Linked DNA regions of Sus scrofa: region 2 is linked to region 1. A link is a contact called in public HiChIP or PLAC-seq data. All regions are on one chromosome and are shown on one strand. Each heading gives the region's core, a stretch centred on a gene start, on an enhancer-like site or on the middle of the called end of the contact. The rest is flanking DNA. Distances are from core to core; before and after follow the strand shown.

Region 1 (6,913 bases), core at 3,944-6,443:
TATGTGCCAAGGAATCAATTCAACTCTCCCGATACATCCCTTGATGATACCTGCCTCTTCAAAAACTGGTGCAGAGATTCAAAAAGTTATATCACCGACCGTCCATTCTGCAATGACTCGTTTTTACCTCAGGCACGATTGGTAAGTAGGGGAATATGTCAGTAAAACGGGGTGTGTGGATTCTCACCTGATTTTTCATAGTGTTAATATTCTGAAGCAATCACAGGAACGAGCTCTCACAAGGAAAGAGAAAGCCACAGCGATGTTTGAAGACATGTCAGAACAAAGCTGGAAACACACTCAAGGGCCCATCTTCCATAGAGCAGTGGCTGTGGTGGCTTCAAGAACTACTGCCTTTCCACTAGGTTAAGCTAACCGGCACAGCTGCAAATTACAGACGAAGGAGCTACAGAAAGCTTTCTCCCTGTACAGATGAGGGCAGAGGGCTGTGCTCTGGGCCAGATGTAACTGTCAGTGAAAACGGTCTCTATGAGAAGTGAATGGGCTCTGCGATCCACAGAGAAGAAGGAGGACCTGGCCCAAGCGGAAGGCCACAAAGGATGGACCGAGCTGGTGAGAGCAAACGGCAGCCAGATGGAGACTGAACAGAGAGCTATATTTTTATTACATTTGGGTTTGTTTTTGTTTCTAGTTACAAAGTTCCAAGGGCTTTCCAAAGTTGGCCTCAACCCTGGTTCTCCCATGAGCCATTATTTTCAGGGTGTGATTCTGCAGGACACGAGGTGCATATATAGTGCTATAGAGAAAAGGCACTGTGGTAGCACTGGTTTTTAGCTAAATTTCTTCCAACAAAACTAAAATCCTATTGTTATTTATTTTGAATGCAATGAAAGCAGTGTTTTTAATATACATACAAACACACAAATATGTTTCATCACACATGAATATATGAGATAGATACAGATGCATGCATGTATATCAATCCCCTCCCCTCTCAAAAAAAACCTATCTGACACCTTCCTTCCTTTTAAGATAGAACATTTGGAAGTATAAATAAACTAAATGTTGACAGTCACCAGGAACTGCCACTGTTAGGCCCATCTGCATAAATTTCCACTTAGCTGCTACCGACCTCCAAAGACGTGCAGCATTCTCTTTGAACATTTTTGCCAACAAAATGGAACCTCTGCCATGAGGTCAGCTTAATCACAAGGGAAAGGGTATAAAAATACCGCCCAACAGCCACAAAGAAAACCACAACGCTGACGCTGAGATGCGTTCAGTCTTAATGAATAGTAGTCCGGCTCTCTGGAAGGGGACTCAGCCACACATCTAGAGGGAACTGAGAGCAACCCCTACACATGGTGTGACCACCAAGGAGAGACCACAAGCCAGAGCAGAAAGAGAACAGAAGGTTGCACTCAACACAGGGTGACAAAGGTCAGCCAAGGCACTTCATCGATACATAAGCCAGTCTTTTGTTCATTGATTCGGGCAACAAGTATTTGATTATGTCTTCCTGATACCCAAACATCTTAGCGAATGATTGACTAGCACCCTAGGGGTGCAAACCCTAATGCCTGTTGGACCCAGATAAGTAATGTTAAGAGTGAAACAGAAAGGGAACCTGGTAATAGCGAGCACCAGGACAACTATAAACTAGCTATCACATGGCCCATCTAAAAGTACGCAAATCCATTTTTCTCACCTATCTTCAGGGCAGAGATGGACCAGACCTGGCTCACAGACTACCACTTCACGACTCTTCACGATTCTAAAAGGATCGACCCATATAAAAGATCACCTTTCTATAGGTGATGGCCATAATACACCAGAAGGTAATAACTCAGCTACAGGGGAAGCAAAGTAGAACAATCCAAGAGCCAAAATTTTAGAAACTGAGCTTGCTTCCATATGTCTTCATTATGATTGAAGAGTGCCATTATGTAACCAAACTATTCATTTGCTGGCATCTTTAAAACCAGCACCTCTTCCTTAAAAGATGCTATGCAGGGAAGGTTCGCTCTTAACAATTGTCTGAAGTACCAATGAGAAGCTGAAGAATCTCTATAATCCACATCACATCTTCCCCATGAAGGATCAAGGATAGTGTCAGCACACACACAGGTGAAATGCATCAATTCCAAAGGCAATAGCTGTTACTCAAAATGTGGTTTCTTGGCCCGCGGTTAGGAGAAGCCATGTTATATACTCGTGAGTATAATATTTAATTAATATGGTATCAGTTTTCTTCTCCTTTTTTCTTTAAAGGTCAATGTACCAGATATTCCAATTTTTATCCTTAAATCGACATCTCATTTTTTACCAACACCAACTTTATAGTTAGAAATACATACGCTAATGTACATTTGGCACTTCTTAATTGTTTTTACAGCTAAATTTAGACAACAAATTAAATTCCTCAGTACACGTTATGTAATGTAGACAGAGGCTATAAAAATGGTGACATTGGTTATATTCTCGTAATGCAATTTAGCCCTTTTAGTAATGACTACGCAAATGATCAGCCACAAGAAAACTATTTTATATCTAGTACCTACTATCACGGAAGTAATTATTATTATTGTCTTGCTTACTGAACTTCAGTAAGAACCCCTGAGGTGCTTAAATACTTCCAGTAGGCTGGTATGAAAACGCCCCTCTTAACAGACTCATCTGGCAACTATAATTATCAATTTTAAGGAGGGCATTTCGGATGAACATTAAACAAGAAATTATCCCCAGAAGGTTCCTAAGTTCCAAACTTCAAAGGGAGAAATATTGACAGCTCCTAATACGTCCTCTTAATGTCTTCTTGATGCAACTTTTCACCCAGGCAAGGTCAGCAGCTCTAAGATGACTCAATACAATGGGCGGAAAATCCAGGCTCCCAAGATGAGCTTTAGCCCTGAACAATATCTACTTTTGGCCAATGTCTTAACAGTGCTGGTTATACTTCAAGAAGCTCAATCAAACATCCCATTTTACTGTGCTTCAACGTTTGGTTTCAGAAATTGCTCCACCATCCCGAAACAGGTCAAAGTACTTGGGTGACCCACTGGCCACAATCTGACTCTATCCAACTTCATCCTCTCCATCAGCATAGGGATGAGGAAGGCAGGAGAGTAGAGAAGAGGCCAAGCTGCATCATTCTTTCAAGGAACCCAGGAACATCTCAGCTGGATGGTTCTGCCCTAGGATCTCTCAGGGGCTTTATGTCAAGATGTTGACTGGAGCTGAGAACATCTGAATGCCTGACTGGGACTGTTGGTTCTGTTTCCAAGGCTCACGCACAAACTGAGTTAGTGCTGGTTGTTGGCAGGAGGTCTCAACTTCTCACTACATGGACCTCTCCTCTCATGACATGGCACCTGAGCCCATGGGCTAGTGGTCTACGACTGGGCCTCATCAAGTCCAGAATCATCCAAAAGGCCCTGGTTGCCCAGGAAGCTGGAATGGTACCTTGCCTGTTCTCCATTCTTCTCTCTCGCCAGCCAGCAAATCCACCACCTGAAAAGCTTCAGGTGTCCAGAAGGCCCAGAGGAAGAAGTTCATTGTGTGCGAATCACCCCTGGAATCCCTTACCCAGAAGGTTAATTCCACCCCTTGGGGTGCTCATCTCAATTTAGCCAAAAGCCTTAAGAACCAGGGCTAGTGTTAATGGATTTATGCGCAGGGGAATCCAGGTCCAGGCGGAGCTCTGAGTCTGGTTTCTTGGAGGATCAGCAGGCCTTCTGGTTGAAGATGGCTGGTTTCTTAGCTTCCTGAACCTTTTCTTGAGGTCAACACCTCTTTGGGGCATTCTCCCCAGAGGGAGGGGGCTGCTTCTTGTTTAGTCCACTTGTCGGGAATCCAAAAGCAAGAATGTTTCTGTCCAGAGCTAAAAAAATCTAGCTCCCAGAGGCCATGGCTATTTCTCCATTGTTTCAAAGATGCCAGACTGATGTCTTCCTTGACCACTTTTGAGACGCTTTCAAAGTATCGGATGCTGGACACTACCTGTGTGGACCTGGAGACAGGTATCCACTGAGGGTGACACTTGGCCTTGGAAGCAGAGCTGGCATCCCATGTCCTCCAGCAACAGTGTTACCACCCACCACCAACTTCCATGTGCTCCTCCTTCCACCAAGGACCCTCTACAGCGCCCCCTCTCGTCCCCGGTGAGCACGACACCCGCAAGGACCGCCCCCACGCCCCAGCCCCCAGCCGGTGGCGGGGGCAGCAGGTGGGGGGAGGGGGGAGGTGGCCTGGTGGCCCGGGGGAGCGGTTTAGAGGGTGTCTCCCGGGCCCCTACCCGGCCGCCCCCTTCGCAGCCGCCCCCCCAGGACCCCGGCTGGCTCCGGCCGCGCTCCACTCCGTCGGCCCGCTCCCCTCCCCTCCCGCGCCCCCGGCCCAACCCGGGCCGCGCACCCCCGGCCCCGCACCCCCGCCGGCCGCCGCGCGGCCCCCCGCATTCTCGGCACGTCCGGCGCCGACTTTTACCTGTACTTTCTGCACTCGAGGCGCCTCGTCGGGCGAGAAACACCTCCCCGGGACCGCTACCTCCCCCGCCCCGGCTCCGCCCGGCTTCCTCCTTCCCCTCCAAGGCCGCAAAGTAGATGGAGTAAGAGAGTGTGTGTGCGAGAGAAAGAGAAAGAGGGAGCGGGCGCGGGCGCCGCGGGAGGGCGGGCGGGCGGCGGGCGGGAGGCGCGCCCGGCCCCCGCCGCCCTCCGGCCGCCGCTGCCGCCGCCGCCGCCGCCGCCGCGGGCTCGGCAACTCCGGCTCGCGCCCGGCCCCGGCCCCGGCCCGGTCCCCGCCGCCCGCCGCCCGCCGCCCGCCCGCCGCCCGCGGGCTGGGGCCGGCCCGCGCCCCCGCGTCCCCGTACCTCGTAAAGGTCCCCAGAAGCCATGCCAGGCTGCGGAACTTGGCTCGCCGGGTGTGCGCGTCTGCTCGCTCGCGCCCTCCGTGCGTGTGCGCGAGGGGGCCAGTGTGCGCGTGTGTGTGCGCGCGTGTGTGTGTGAGTGTGTGTGTGTGTGGTGTGTTGAGTAAACTGTGTTTTTGCAGAATGACAGGCTTGGGGGCTGCCTATGCGCAGAATCAGAGCGGGCGGCGGCGGGGCTGGCGTAACCGGCAGCGGCGGCGGCGGCGGCGGCGGCGGCGGCGGCACGAGCGCGGGCAGCAGCGACGGCCGCGCAGCGCGCCCGGGAGGCACCGACGCGGCCCGAGCGCCGCGGCCCCCGCGACCCGGCGACCCGGCGGCGGTGGCTGCGGCGGGCAACGGCTCGCCCCGGCGCCGCCTGCAGGAAGCCGCCCCGCGCCCGCCGCCGGCCCGGACGCTGCTGCTGCCACAGGGCGAGTCCCCGCCCCCCGGGAGCCCGGCCCGGCCCCCCGGGCGGGGGGGCGGGGGCGGCCGCCCGGCCGCGCCCCGGGGGACCGGTCCCGGAGCCGGGGAGCGCCCGGGCCCGCCCCGCCGCCCTGGGCCGGCCCCGGCGGCGGCCGGCGGGGCCCCCCGGGGGTGGCGGGCCAGGTGCCCGCCGAGCGCACCCGGCCCCGGCTGCGAAGGGGCGGCCGGGAGGCAGGTAGAGGGCTGCGGGGCCCGGTGGGGAAGGAGCCCCCGGCGGGCTCGGCCGGCCCGGGGGCCTCACCTCTTCCCCCGCATCCCGGGGAGCAAGGGGCCCCTCCCCGGGAGACCTGGCCCCTCGGGGCTCTGGGGGCCCCTCCCCGGCTTCAGGGCCCCTCCCTCCAGTCTGGTTAGTGAGATGTGGAGGGAGGAGGGACGAACTGACCCCTCCAGAGGCTCCCGAGAGAGCCAGGACAGCACCCCGGTAAATCCTGGAAAGTCCTCAGAGCCGGGCGTGGCCTTCTTCCAACCACCCCCAGCCCCCATCCATTCACCATCCATTTCATCCATTATTCAACAAACATCTTCCAACGTCTACCCAACTGCATTGTGTTCCTTGGTAGGCATGACTGGGACCCTGCCCACCAGGGACTTTGAAAGCAAGAGGAGAGATTAACCACACGACCGTGAGGAGGATTCAGTCACTCGGCAAAAGGGAGCAAAAAAAAATAATCGCTCCTACTATGTGCCAGGCTCCAGCGAAGGAGGGACCTGGGAAGCTCTCTGAAATGCAAATACGTTGTCATGTCTTCCTACTTGGGGAATAAGGGGTCACCTTTCTGTTTAAGATACAATTAACTCAGGACCTGGGCAGGCAGGCTGTTCTGCAATTGGAAGAAAGGTCTTCCTCGTCCCCCCACCACTGGTCACTTTCTCCAGCTGTGACGTGGACTTAACTCACATCCTCCCTCGGTCCTTTCCTATTTGTGAGACTTGGGCCACGTCACGCTACCCATCTGAGCCTTGCTTTCCTCATCTCTAAACTGGAGATGGTAGCACGCACCCAAGGGAATGGGAGAAGTAAACAAAGGATCTCTGTATATTTGAAGTGGCCTCTCCCAGCAGAGTTCCACAAGGTTATTTGTGTTTGAATTTGGACCCTGAACTGCCCTTGTGAAGAAGGAGATGGCAAGGGGAAATTACAACAAAGGGAAGGGTTTAATCCAGGGCTTGTCCATTTTTAAAAGTCACCAAATGTTTCAGTTTAAAAAAAAAATCCACAAAGTTTTCTTGTCCGGCTCATTCTAGGACACGTGAGTTTGCATATGCTGTTCCCTCTGCCTAGAACGTCCTTCCCCACTGAATCCATCTGGAAAACGCGTCCTCTTCCTTGTTTTATCTTCGAATCACAAGCATCTATCCCTATTCCTGACAGAGTGGGTACACAGTATTTGTGGGACTATATCAACAAAACAGATTTTATACCAATTTCTAGTTAAAATCCAACATTAAAATAGTGGGGGGGGGAACTGTGGAAATAAAGTGTATTTGGTTTAGAAACTGGAAATTGTTATGAGTTCTCTATATCCATATTCATACTGATATTTTCCCAATGGTCATGGTTTAAATAAT
Region 2 (6,381 bases), core at 845-3,344, 240 kb before region 1:
GATGGAGCAGGGACCATGACAGACACCGCCGAGATACTTCATACATACTGCATGGCTCTGGATATTCATTCTTGTTCCAAAACGGCATAAAAACCCAATCAAGCTACCTCCAAGAAATAATTAGAAGTGAAAATCGATAAGGAGAAAATGACTCATATTCTCCGCATTGATTTCCTGTGCGCAGCAAGTCAAACTCGACTGTTGGCTGGAAGTCAGTTTGGCTACTTCTTATTACGTTTTCAGCAGTTGGCTACTCCTGTCAGTGCCTTTCACGCTGGAGCCTCTCTTTGCTCTAATCACAGCTGTCAGCTATTGAATGAGTTTGACACCCTGACTCCAGAAACAAGGGGAGATTCACATCCCACGCATATGCAGCCGGTTCCTTCATTAAAGCTGATGGACATTAGAGATAATATGGTGCCCTGCCACTGATTTCTATAAGCAAAACAAATGGTGGCACAATTAAGTAGGCATCTCCTGGATCAGAAACACCCAGAGAGCCCAAGAATCACACTTGATACAATTCAGCCAGTACTGCTATAAATGCCTATACTTTTATTACTAAAAAGCAGTACAGGCAATCCGTGTAAAGCTAGTCCTACATACACACACACACCAGACTCCTCCCGCACTATCTTGGCTGCCCATTCCAAACCATCTCAGTTGGAATTCCAATGCCGAGTGACAAAGGACCTGAGTTAGCTATCGTGACTTGGTTTTTTTTGAGAAGTCTCGTTTCTTGAAGACAAAAAGGGGGGGAAATGACAGTGACCAGGATCCCTTTCTCTACCAAAGGGGGGGGGGAATTGAAGCAGAACTAGAGCTTCTCAAGAGTGTTTCTGTACATAATGTAAAAATCCTAAACTGACAAGACCAAACTGAAACGGATCATCTAGTCCAAACCCTCCCAGTTCAAAACCATTCCTGGGGAATCCCTGACAAGAACCTATAGAAATTCTAGTTGATGCTCCTACCTATTGCCTGTCTTGTTTGTGGTGAGACAACTTACTGGAAATGGAAGCACAAACCAGATCAGTATTACAGGGATCATTATAGCATGGTCCCTATGAAGATGCATCTGCAACTCACCACTTGTATTTAGTACTCAGTTTAGTAATCAAAGCCCTCTTCAAACCCTAGGACCACATGAAAACACGACACAAAACTTTCCTTCTGTGCCTCACACATAGCTGTGCTCTTCCTCCCAGGCTACAAAGATACACAATGCCCTTCAAACGAGCAGGTGACTTCTGACCATCCCTAACTGCTCTAACTTGTTTCCCCACCAGTTCCTTAAAAACCCAGCGAGCTGCTTTTCTATGGCCCTCGGTAGAACCTCCGACACTAGCATTTACAGTTTTACAGCAACTCAGAAATGTGGGCAAATAATTCTGTAAAAACAAAAATAAAGATCCTAATACACTAAACAAAATTACCAGTATGGAGCAACTCTTCCCACTGAGTGAAGGGCAGCTTGGGGGTGCTAGAAGTACGGAGAATATAAGCCGTAAGATGGCGCTTCACCTACTGCTTTGGGGGTGGGGAGATGTAAATTAATGAAAATACATAAGCTACTACTTTTCGATGCTGCGATATAGTTCTGCTTTAATTAAAAACAACTGTCCTTGGGGGCGGGGAACAAACCTATCAGCGCCGCACGAGGCAGCGCGACAGTTCTCCGAGTGTCACAGGCATCGGAGTCTAGTACCAAATGTCACCTCGGAGTCAGACGGACCCACCCCGGCTTATTTGGTCCAGAGCACGTATCACACTTAGACGGTATTGCTTCGTTTTGTCGCATTCGGCTGTCTCCCGCGCTAGAATGGACCCCAGACCCAGAGGAGAGCCCGGGACGTGGTAGGTGGTCAATAAATCGTTCTTGGATGAAGAAGTGCCTGTTACACGAATGCGTACCTCAAGGAATGAATGAATGAGAGGACGAACGAATGACCCGGAGCCCGGCCTAAGCCCCTCGGTACTCCTCGACCCCAGGTGAGCACTCGGGGCCACGCTCCCCAGCCTCCGCTTATGGCGGCCGGGAGGCGCCAGGCCAGCTCGGGGCGGAAGAACCTGCCTGGCGGCTGCCCGACCCGCAAACACGCAGGCGCGGCACCAACACTTCCGGAAGGTCACTTCCTCCCCGGTCTCCTAGCAACGACTTGGAAGCGTTGTTGACATCCTCGCTGCCGTAGCGCTAGATTGAGCCCAGAGTTTCGCCGCCCGAGCGATGGTAAATCCGGGGTCTCCGTCCCCGACCCGCCGCTCTAAGGGCGAGGGGTTTCGCTGCCCGGCTCCCGGGACCGATCCCGGCCCGGCGGGTCCCGGGGCCCGGCGGGTCCCGGCACAGCGGTGGGCTGGGTGTTCCGCAAGCTTCTTGGAGGGGCGACGCGGAGACCCTGGAGGGACTAAAAGCTACCATGGAAGAGGGGGAAGAATATATCTAGATGGGAAAGCTGTCTTGGGGCATATATATCTAAGGTGGGGGGGTGGTTCTTGCGGTAGTAATTGGGGAGGGAGAATATCGTAAAGAGGAAGAGAGATACGGAGGGGATGAAAGATCCTGAGGGGGATGGGAAATCTCGTTAAGAGCGAGGAAATTTCGAAAAGGGGAGGGGCGCCAAAGAGAGGAGAAAAATCTCCCTGAGAGGAAAGAAAGAGATGGGACTGGGAACGCAAGGGAATGGAGAGAAGGGAGAAGGAGGAAACATTGAGGGGGGGGGGGGGGGGGGAAAGGAGGAGTTCCCTTTGTGGCTCACTGGTTAACAAACCCGACTAGAATCCATGAGAACGCAGGTTCCATCCCTGGCCTCGCTCAGTGGATTACGGATCCGGCATTGCAGTGAGCTGCGGTGTAGGTCGCAGACGCCGCTCGGATCTAGCGTTGCTGTGGCTGTGGTGCAGACCAGCAGCTGTAGCTCTGATTCGAACCACCATATGTCACGGATGGCGCCCTAAAAAGCAAAAAAAAAAAAAAAAAAAAAAAAAAGAAAGGGGAGGAGGATAAGAAAAGGATAGTGGCGACTGAGGAAAGTTTGAAAAAGAGCAAAGTGAAAGCAAAAAGTTGTTGGTTTTTTAAGAAAGGAATGAAAAGAAGATTGGCCATGGGGATTAGGCGATTGTATTAAGAGGTCTCAGAAATCACGAAAGAAGAAAACACATGGGAAAAGAGTGAAATGCCAGGAAGAGCAGAGAAAATTGTTCGGTTAGAAGTGAAACAGAAAAAGAAAAACGAGGGCTGTGGCTGAAAGGATCTGTGGCGTTGTCTTATAGACAAAATGGCAAAAATGTACTGTTAGTGCTCTCCTGTACCGCTATTATGCTTTAGTGCAATGCTTTCCAACGTGAGATACAAACATTAGCTGCAAATACCAAAAAAACAGAGTGAATCATATCAGAGAAAGCCATTCCTCTTTCCTTTTTTCTTTTTTTTCAGCCTTTAGACTATAACCAGGAAGTTTCTGACACTGTTATTTCGTTAATAGCACTGTCATTTCATAGTTTCGATTTTTCACCTGACGAGCAGACCTCAGGCTCAGAACTTTCATTGGTGTAGAATTTAATAATATGCTCTTTCTTTGCTTTGTTTTTATGGTTATTTCTGCCTATGACAAATGATACCAGATTTGCATTTGTGGTAGTGATGTATAGCTTCCTTTTAAAATGCATTTATTTAAGATTTTAGCAGTGAGGTAATTTAAAGAACCTGCTGGGTAAATAATATAGATGTTATACATAATGGCAAAAATTGTAAGTCTAATACATGAATGCCTGAAATTCAGAAAACACCTGCTATAGTGGTCGAAAGAGGAAATCAGTGCTCCCACCCACATTAGGGGCAAAAGAAAACTGTCTTTTGACTAAATGTAAGGTATATCTGTACAATGTTAGAAAGAAAAATACATCATAAATCTTCATCACAAGACTGCAGAATACTGTTTGAATTCATAAAATCCAGTGATCAATCAATTAGAAAAATATGCAGGCTTGAAAAATTATGCTTGATTTTAGCATTTGTAGAAGGAAAGAAACTATGCATAAGGTACATAAAGTTGAGTTTAAAACCCAATGGTGGAATTCCAAAATAATCATTCACGGTTGAACATTTATCTTGCAGAGACCCAGGTTGTAGTTATCAGAGAATCCTGGAATTTTAGAATGTATTGTTTTTACAGAACATCTTGAATTTAACCATCTGAACTCCCAATTAGGTGACCTTTAGGACCAAGGATGTGATTTCTCATTAAGTGATGCCTTTTTTAAAATGATTTTTATTTTTTCTGTTATAGTTGGTTTACAATGTTCTGTCAATTTTCTACTACACAGCAATGTGACCCAGTCACACACACACACATATACCTTCCTGTTCTCTCATTATCACAAGTGCCTAGATAGAGTTCCCAGTGCTCTACAGCAGGATCTCATTGCTTGTCCACTCCAAATGCAATAGTTTGCATCTACTAACCCCAGATTCCCAGTCCACCCCACTCCCTCCCCCGCGTGACAGTCAACCACGAGTCTGTTCTTCAAGTCCATGAGTTTCTTTTCTGTGGAAAGTTGCATTTGTGCCGTAGATTAGATTCCAGATGTAAGTGATAGCATATGGTATTTGTCTTCCCCTTTCTGACGTGCTTCACTTAATATGATCATCCACATTGCTTCAAATGGCATTATTTCATTCATTTTATGGCCGAGTCATAGTCCACTGAACCAGTTTCTTTATCCATTCATCTGTCGATGGACATTTAGGTTGTTTCCATGTCTTGGCTGTTGTGAATTGTGCTGCAATGAACTAAGTGATGCTTTTAGACAGAGGGAGGCAGGGGTATAGCTCTAAACATTTTTTTTTCAACCTGGAGTATAGAAAAGGAGTTTTTCGCAGGAACACAGATAGGCCAGTGAATGAGAGATGACCAGCAGCAGATTTCTACCCAGTGTGGAGGATGTTCTTCCAGGACGCAGAGACAGATAAAAATGGAGTGAGGTCTGTGAGGCAGTAAGTTTTCTGTCTCAGCAAGCTTCAGGCCAAGATATTTGTCAGGGTTGTACATAGGAGGTCTTATAAAGGCTTGTCTATGGGACTTGACAGTTTCAAAGCTCTCTTCCCCAAATCTGAGATGATATCATCCATTACCTTAGTTTAAGGAGACTGAGGGATAGGGCTCTTTCTAAACAGTGATCTCTTTAGACTGGGGTCACCACAAAGACTCTTCTGGTTAATTGCCTTCCTGATCTCTTCCAGGCAGAGGTGGAGGAAACCCTAAAGAGGATCCAGAGCCATAAAGGGGTGATAGGAACGATGGTTGTAAATGCAGAAGGTAAATACTTCTCAAGTTGCCTTCTTGACACGCAGAACCCAGCCAAGAACCTGTTTGTTGTGCAAGCCTTACAACAGATGTCTTAGAATTTTAAACCAAAATTATTCCTTTGGGGTTCCCACTATGGCACAGTGGGGTCGGCAGTGTCTCTGCGGTACCAGGATGCAGGACTGATCCCCAGCCTGGTACCGTGGGTTAAAGGATCCGGCATTGCTCCCGCTTTGGCATCGATGGCAACTGCAGCTTGGGTCTGATTCCTGGCCCAGGAACTTACACATGCCACAGGTGCAGCCAAAAAGAAAAAAGCATTTACTTATCAAACATCTACTGAATATCTATTATGTGCCAAGACTCTGCTAAGAGATAGGGAAGTCAATATTCATAAGATATGTACACAGATACCTATATATTCCTAAGAAATTATCCATATTGTCTAATTTTTAAAGCTTTAGTAACTCTTCTAACATGTCAGGAGTACCAGCAGTAAAACTGTTATATTGAAGATGGGAGCAGTACCGTTGTCGGCAGCTTCCTTGCGTTTCAACATTGTGAAAAGCCTAGAGTTACCATCGTCATTTTCAAGGCAATGATTCCTTTACCGTAGTTAATATAATCTTTGAGAATTAATTGTAATGCAATGTATAGTGTAGCCTTTGTGGTTACAGTCTAAGAAGGGCCAGTGTCTGTCAACCTATGAAATCTGTCAACTTACACCAGAAACTTGCTTTCAATCCACAAACCGTTCTCACAGTCCACAGAGCCTTGTCTCTGGCACATTGCTCCACGCTCAGCAATGGTGGCAACTTCTTAAAGGCTCGTTTCGTTGCATGTGTAAGGGCAAGAGGTGCCACAGATCCCAGAGTATTAGCTGAAAGAGAGTAGATGCTTCACACAATTCATGGCATAACCACGGAACTGATCCATTGCCAATTCACTGCTTGGCAACAGACTCACAGCCAATCCTTATTATGGAGCAGCTCCATCAGTAAATATCTATTGAACCACTACCCACTGAAAGTCTGCTTAAACTCTGAACTTCCATCCCTTATCATTAAAAAAGGAAAAT

What was found. HiChIP or PLAC-seq counts read pairs in DNA pulled down with a chosen protein or histone mark.
Region 2: a contact with region 1 is called in an H3K27ac HiChIP or PLAC-seq map of alveolar macrophages. The contact joins the promoter of DYNLRB2 here to the promoter of CDYL2 in region 1. A contact is called at or near these places in 2 of 5 promoter capture datasets (fetal liver and liver), 4 of 47 Hi-C or Micro-C datasets (blood, embryonic fibroblasts and skeletal muscle) and 2 of 2 datasets of contacts at active chromatin or transcription factors (alveolar macrophages and skeletal muscle).

Annotation. Positions count from the first base shown.
Region 1 is chr6:7,418,757-7,425,669 of Sscrofa11.1, reverse strand. It overlaps CDYL2 (chromodomain Y-like protein 2), which reads right to left and starts at 5,193. Exons shown (of 10, transcript XR_002345297.1): 1 at 4,826-5,193. LOC110261264 (a long non-coding RNA gene) reads right to left here and starts at 4,541. Exons shown (of 2, transcript XR_002345302.1): 1 at 4,444-4,541; 2 at 1-3,970.
Region 2 is chr6:7,657,093-7,663,473 of Sscrofa11.1, reverse strand. DYNLRB2 (dynein light chain roadblock-type 2) reads left to right here and starts at 2,094. Exons shown (of 4, transcript XM_021097077.1): 1 at 2,094-2,230; 2 at 5,240-5,315. The coding sequence starts at 2,228. The region is part of intron 8 of CDYL2 (chromodomain Y-like protein 2); the gene reads right to left.